Linked DNA regions of Mus musculus: region 1 is linked to region 2. The links are chromatin contacts, called in public targeted proximity ligation maps. All regions are on one chromosome and are shown on one strand. The core of a region is the stretch at or near the end of the contact, and the rest is flanking DNA. Distances in the headings are between cores, read along the strand shown.

Region 1 (3,726 bases), core at 1,013-3,512, 600 kb before region 2:
ATACAACAAGGGAAACTGGGTGCAGCAGCCGGGAAGCTATGCAGAGGCAGCAGGGACAGGCTCGAGTGGGCATGGTGGCCTGAGTCCCCCACGGACCAGATGACATGTCAAGGCCAGGGTCTGGGCTGCAGGCCTCTCATGAACCACGTTCTCTCTCACACAGACAGTGGCGCAGGTGACAGCAGCTGATGCTGAGGCTGGATAGGTGCCAGGGTGAGCACTAGCAAGCAATTCACAGGCTTTCCAGAGAGCAGAGCAAGGAAGCTTTTTTTTTTTTTTTTTTTTTGGTAAGGAGGATAAAAAGGCTCAAAAATGCAAATCATTACCGTTTACATCCAAGCGAGTCTGCTAAATTGATTAGAAGAGATTAAACTCCTTGGAGGTGAAGGGAAAGGGGGATTTTTTTTGTGGGTTATGAACCTACCCCAAGTGGCAGCCCACACAGCAGGCATTTTCCGGGTCTGGATGGGAGGGGGTAGCAGCTGTTCCTGCCTAGCGCCCTGAGGAGCTGGCATCTCTAAGGACTGAATAAATTGAATAGCTGGGGCCAGGGCCATGGGAACAGAAAGGGTCACTGTTGCCAGGACAGGTCATACAGTCCCTGGGCAGTCTCTGATCCTGTTACCTAGGGTCAGTCTGTCTTGAGAGATGGCAAGCCACATCTGGATCAAAGGAAGCAGCCTGCGCCATTGCTTGGAGAGTAAGACTCCAGAGCCATGAGACGTCCTGTATCCTTATGCTGGGGACCTGCTGCTCTCTGGGGTCAGAGAAAGAGTGAGGCCAGCTGTAAAGAAAACCCTGAAGGTCAGGAGAGAGAAGCTGGGCCCAACAAAGGAAGCAGACGGTGGCCTGTGCGTCCCATGAAGCACCCAAGCGTTATCTGAGGATGTGACCCACAGCTCTACAGCCTGAGCTAAGGCCTGGGTCTTTGTCTAGAAGATTCCGGTTCCCACGCTTGCTTTATCACAACCTCCAGGACAGGATGTACAAAGACATCCTTCCCCAGTCTGTGCTCAGCAGGTACTGAGGGACACTGACAAGACACATGCTGGGCTCAGCACTGCACGCCCCAGGATGTCCCTGGACCTGTTCCCTCCAGCCCAGCTGCCTCACACCCAGGAGTAACTATAGTCTCAACACTGCCTGCCAGCCAGTCCGTCCATCACAGCCAGCTGATGGTGCCTGGGGCTCTCTTGGAATGCTCACCAGTTTTTAGGCATTTACCGATTCTTTTGAAGTGTCCCAATCATTTATGTGAAATATCCACATTGGCTTCTTTTAAAACAACTGGCAAAATGGCTCCCTTTCTCTCCTCCCGCCTTTCTTTTTTTCCCTTTTTCTCCACCCCACTCCCACCCCTGATGTTTTGAGTCTGGCACTGGACTTCTGATGCCCCATGCTACCTCCTTTAATTTTTTTTTTTTTTTTTTTTGAGACAGGGTCTCACATAACCCAGGTTGGCTTCGAACCCTTTATGTAGCTAAGAATACCATAAATTTCTGATCCTCCTGTCTCTACCTCTTTTAGATTTTAATGTATTTCCCCCCTGATTCTGGGAATTTCATTGTCCCTGGGGCTACTCCTATCATGAGGGGCTTGCAGAGTGTGCCACACGAGGAAAGGGCACCAACTCTCTCCATGTCTCTCTTGACCCGTGTGCAGACAGCTTTCTAGCCTGGGGCTGCTCCTGCTCCTGGAAGCCACTCTGGGCTCTCTGAAACCACTGTCAGAATTCCTTGCTGCTGAGAGGTCCAGCTTGTGCCAGGAGGGAATTGTGGGTATGTGGTGGGCACTGTGCCTAGCAGGCGGGTGGATCAGCCCCGGCTTCACACAGCCCCACTCCCAAAACAGAGTCACCATCAAGTCAACTTAGCAGTAGTTTGGTTTCCCTACCCACACACCTGGGAACCGAGGACCAGCAGGGGACCTGGAACCCCTTACCACCTTCTCTTCCCACCTGCCATCTGTCTATTCATGGGAAAGGCCTGAGGGCTGGCAGTGAGGGTCCTTCTGTCCTGCACCTGGCTGGTGGTCTGGCCAGGAGAGGGTCTCGCCTGGGAAACTCCTCCCAGAAGCCTCTGGCCCTGCTTTGCTTCGGGATTGGTGTATCTCTAGCAGATGGGAAATGAAGATTCAGTGAGATCTGGCAGCACCACAGCCTGAATGGGTGACTCAGTTTCCCTTCTCCAAGATTTGCATCAAGTAGGTGAGGGGGGTTGGCAGAAAACTAGAGAGACCCAGGAGGGCGGGGTATAAGAAACAAGATCCAAGGCAACAGCCTGTCATGCCTGCCACCCCTGCAGAGTCCCCGCACCCCAGCCACCCGCCTGGAGGAACTAATCAGACTTTCTCTTCAAGACAGAAAAACAAGCACGACATGAACCGACAATCAAAGCCGCAGCAGGCCCGGGGCTGCCGCTGCTCATTCCCCCAGGGGCCCATGGTTCCAAACAGCTCTCAACCTGCCTTAGATGGAAGGCGAGGTAGCAGGTCCCCCGCCCCTTACCCGTCTTGTGACCAGTCCCATCTCTGAAGGTTCTGGGCACAAAGTGGGGAAGCCCTACCCACAAAACCCCAAAGTAGCCTTAGGCATTTCCCCCCAGTCCAGCATGACCGTCTGAGAATGGCTTTAACCAATAAGCCACTTGGGTATCTAGGGTATAGTGTAAAAGTGAGGACCTGGTTCCTCCAGCCCCTCCAGTGAGACTGAGGGTTGTCAGGAGGAAAACACGGGCCCAGTAGAGGAGGCTCATCTGAGAGAAAAAGGGGGAGATCTGGAGGCTGGGAGTCAACCAATCAGGCTCTGCAGACCTGTGCTTGTGCTAGCTGGTGCCACCAGCAGGTGTGAGCAAGGAAGGCAAAGGTACAGGGCTGCTTCAGAGGACCCCTCTCCTGACCTGACGTAAGCACTGCAGAGTGGGGGCTTTGGCAGAGCTCTCCTCCCGGGATACAAAGGATGCCTGTTGGTATTGCCAAGTAAGGGAGAACAGGTATTGGGAAGGATAGCCTGGTCCCCAGTTCTGAGGTGGCCATGGCCAACCTCTGGGGATGCTAAAGGTGGGCTGCCTACCCAGACCAAGGCAATGAGGCAGACCCTGAACTGCCCATGTTCCAAGCTCTGCTTCAGCCAGACTAGGACCCCTGAAGCCTGTTGGATGCTCACCCCTCTCTTTTTCTCTGAAGGGCGGAACGGTCTGGGGGGAGGGGTCTGAGTACCCCCTTCAGGCAGCAGCTGCAGCTGGGAACTGGCAGGCAGATGGAGGTCCTGCTCCCTGGAAGGCCTGGCTACACCCAGCCTCATGGCCCACCTGCTTCACTCCGACTCTACCACTAGACAAGGGTTTTTCAGAAAATGGCGACACAAACACCCCACCACCACCACGACAACAACACAAACCAAAGTGCACTCCAAACCGCCCTTTGGCCTCCTTCAATGTAGGTGCCTTGAAACTTCAATGTTGAGATGAATGTGACTAATTAATTGGTCCTATTTTCTGTTTGTCTGTTTCATATAAAATGTCCAAGTCCACCTGCCTTGTCCTTTCTTGAAATAAATAGAAAGATTTAAATTTTACAGTCATCTCTGCTGCTGACTGTGGGCTCAGCAGCCCAGCGCATCAGGAGCTAGGTGTCTCAAATGTTCTTCCTGAACAATCTCAGGCCTGGTTTGGGGGTCGTGGGGAGTCGCTTTGCTGTTGGGGGTCCACTGGCAGGTGGGGTAGCAGC
Region 2 (3,605 bases), core at 627-3,126:
GCCAACTCTGAGTCCTGCAGGAACTCTGCAGACTCAGGCATTACAACGACTTAAAAGACTCTGAGGCTCTGGGCACACCCCCACCCTTCCTACCCAAATCGTCCTTCCCATGTACTTCGCCTGCCCCCTTGTGGCCACTGGTGGAGATGCATCATTAAGTCTACAGATTTTATGTTCTCGCACCAGGTGCTGCCTAGCTCCAGATTTCTTCCTCCTGTTACTGACTTGGGCAACAAGGTGCCCTGGCTCTCCCTTTCCCAGAATCCATAACCATCCTTACCAACTACTTCTTCCTGGTTCTGCTTTGTTTTGTCCATCCTGCCCTCCACAATTCCCCATCCCACCCCCATACCTGTTCCCCTCCCCACAACCCCTTGCAAGCCAATAATGAAACTGTCTTTCCCCCTCCCTCCATCCCTTTCTCCCTAAACCCCAATGTCCAGCCTCCCAGACCTCTTGGGTCGCTGCAAAAGAAGAGGCAAGCCACTTACTGGGTGCGCAGCCGACGCGCAGGCAGTCTGGGGGGGCCATGGGGTGGGCAGAGGGGGAGGGAGAAAAAAAGGCAAAAACAAGGTTTTGTGTGTAATTTTTTTTTTTACATCCTTCACAGGGAGGGGTATCTGCAGGCGGGAATTCCCCCTAGGGCCACTTTCTGGGGACCACGCGTGCCCAGGTGCCCTCTCCCCGTCCTCAGTTGGACCCATGTCCTTCATGCCCTCAAGAGGGCTCCAACCCTTCCTAGCGCCAAGAGGCAGGGCAGTCAGGTGGTGGGAAGAGGGCTTGTGTCCCCTTTTGGAGGGGCCCAGGCCTCTCATGTCTAAGGGAGACGGGCACCTTGGCAATCCCAGCCGTACAGGGGATACAGGGGATGAGGGCTTGACCGACCCCACATCTACCCAATCACTAGGAGGGAGATGGGTAAGGAAGGCCAGGGCCCCTGCATCCCCTGCTCTGGGACGACACCCTGCTTAGAGCTCAGGTGTGACATGTCACTCCTCAAGCTCTAAGCCCAAAACAGGGGTCTGCCCCAGGGCCCCCTTCCTAAGGCCATAAACCTCCCAAAGCCCCAGAGGCCAGCGCCACCTGAACAGGAACCTTCCTTCTATCTGTCCCTGCCCTGGGGGCACCGAGAACTCCGCCACCCTGCAGAACGAGTATTTTGTCAATTTTTCTAAGGAGCCAAGGCCTTCCATAGGGACACCAAGATCTGCAAAATGTGACTTCTAGGCACAATGCAAGTCACTGATAAGCAAAGGCTCTCAATCCTGGCCTGGGCTGTCCCCAGTTTCAAAGCTGGAAGGGTTTCACAAAGTTAGAAAATCCATGTCTACACAGAGCCTACATCTCAGGCCAGCAGGAGCCTCTGATCAACCCTTTGGTTGGTGGGAGTCAGCTAGCCTTCAAGGAGACAGTCTTGGGTCATTTGTTCTATACCACTTAATAAGTCCAAAGCCCTGGCCAGGCTTGGAGTGATGGGACTGCCTGGGGCTGGAGGGTGGGGCTGGAGGTGTGGTTGTGGGTGCTGGGTCCTTGCCTCAGTCCTATACACACTGAGTGACTTCAGACAGCTCTCGCTGAGCCTGGGCATCTCTTCCTCACTGCTGTGAGGCTAGCAGGTTACAGGTGTGCCCTGCTCTGACCCTGGTCTTTCAGAGAGTAGACAATCCTTAACCCTGGCTAAGAGTGACGCCCATGTGGGTTCTCCATGAACAAGCTCTGCCCGGGTGCACCGTGGCCCTGGATGCACCTGGCATCCCTTGGGCCTCGGAAGGTTCCTGCAGTGGCGGTAAACAAACACCCACTGTGGCTCTGAGGGTCATGGGCCCTGGGGCAGTACAGCTGAGCTCCACACGCGTTGTCAACCACAGCAGAGTGGGAGGAGCAGCAGGGACCCCGAGCCACAGCCTGGGCACCCAGGGAGCAGTGGGAGGTCAAAGGACAGACACAAGAGGAAGCATGGGGTCACGGAGAGAAGAGGCTGAGAAAGGCAGAGAAAAAAAAATAAATAAAGAGGAAGAACCAGGAACGATGAGGGGAAGGAGGCTGTGAGGATGAGGGGAAGGGTGCCAGGCCCTGGAGTCAGGTCCCAGGGGCTCTCTCCAAGCCAGCAGAGTCTTCACCAATGAAGGGTCCAAAAAAGAAAAAAAGGGGCTGGAAGTGAGGTCAGTGTCCTGTAAGGGAACAGAGCCAAGTGAGGAGCTCGACTTTCCTGTCCCAAGGAGAGGAGATTCAAGGAGTGTTGGTGTCCATCTGTCCAGAGAAGAGGTGACAATTCCAGCCTACCCTGCAGTGATGTCTCCCAAGGGCCTCCTTCAAGATGGGTATCTAGGGGGGTAGGGGGCTCCCCGAGCAAAGCAGGGACAGAGCTGGCTGGAGAAAGCAGCCCTTCCACCACATATCCCCAAAATGCTGTTCAGAGTGTGATAATCAGTAACACCCCCCCCCGCCCCCGGCCAGCAGCCGATGCCTCGAGAGTGGAAAATGGGTGGCCATGCTGACGCTGGACATAGACATGGGGCTGATGGTGTGAGCCTGAGAGGGAAGGGGGAGGGAGGGAATGGAAGAGGAAGGGGGAGGGGAGCACAGAATGGGTGGCCATGCTGATGCTGGACATAGAGATGGGGCTGATGACGTGAGCCTGAGAGGGGAGGGGGAGGGGAAAGGAGAAGGGGAGGGGGAGAGGGAGGGAAGGGGACAGGGAGGGGGAGGGAAGGGGACAGGGAGAGGAGGGAAAGGGAGGGGAGAAGAAGGGAGGAGGGGAAGGGGAGGGGATGGGCAAGGGGAGAGGAGGGGAGGGTAAGGGAAAGGGGGAGGACAAGGCGAGGGGAAGGGAAGGAGAAGCAATCTACAGAGAGAAATGAATGGTTATGGTTCCTGGTTTGGTCCAAGGCACTTCCAGGTTACTGTTAACTCTTCCGGTTACTGTTTCTCCAGGGGTGGAGGTGGAGTGGAGGCAGAGCTTCCAGATCCACTCAAGGAAACTCAATAACACAGCCCCATCTCTCAAGAGGCATCGCACAGAGCACCTGCCCTGGTGCCATCTTTACTCAGGCTCCCAGCCTATAGACAGTCACTGTCCAGCCCCTGGTGGGAAGGCAGTGAGCTCTCGTGGCCCCAGGAGCTAAAGGGCTCTGAGATGTCATGTGCATCCCTGTGACTTAACACGTGAGGAAGGCTCACAAGAGCAAAACCAGTGAGAACCGAGGAGCAAGGAGAACTCTGAGGAGGGCCCGAGGACACTAAGGAGGAAGGGCCTGGTGAGAGGAATGTCCACCTCAGAGACGGGCATCTCTGGACACCAATAGCTTCTGAATGGAAAAGGAAATCTACATGAGGGACGACCCCCTGTGGCTCAGACTGTGCCCTGAGTGGAGATATCACAGCACTTCCTGGGGGAGAGGAACAGGCCACACTGCAACAGGGTCAAGAGCCCAGGGGACACAAGCGTTCCTAGAGGCAGAGGCCTGCTCCCCTGCTTGGGCTCTCGGCTTGCTCAGAGGCTGAGCTGCCGTGGAGGCTGCTCTCCAGTCCTCTGGTTCCTCTGTCTGCAAAGGGGCATCAGAGCCTTTCTGCCTGGCGCTCTCTGTTTTGTTGTTTTTGGTTGG

The links.
Region 1: a contact with region 2 is called in a targeted proximity ligation map of large pre-B cells, with 3 times the contacts expected there.

Annotation. Positions count from the first base shown.
Region 1 is chr19:7,087,312-7,091,037 of GRCm38.p6, reverse strand. All of the region lies in intron 3 of Macrod1 (mono-ADP ribosylhydrolase 1), which reads right to left. It also overlaps 5730409K12Rik and a transcript of Flrt1 not described here. Among named protein-coding and RNA genes, the nearest start is that of Flrt1, 17 kb to the left of the region's middle.
Region 2 is chr19:6,485,697-6,489,301 of GRCm38.p6, reverse strand. It overlaps Nrxn2 (neurexin II), which reads right to left. Exons shown (of 23, transcript NM_001205234.2): 12 at 492-518. Among named protein-coding and RNA genes, the nearest start is that of Gm52381, 9.8 kb to the left of the region's middle.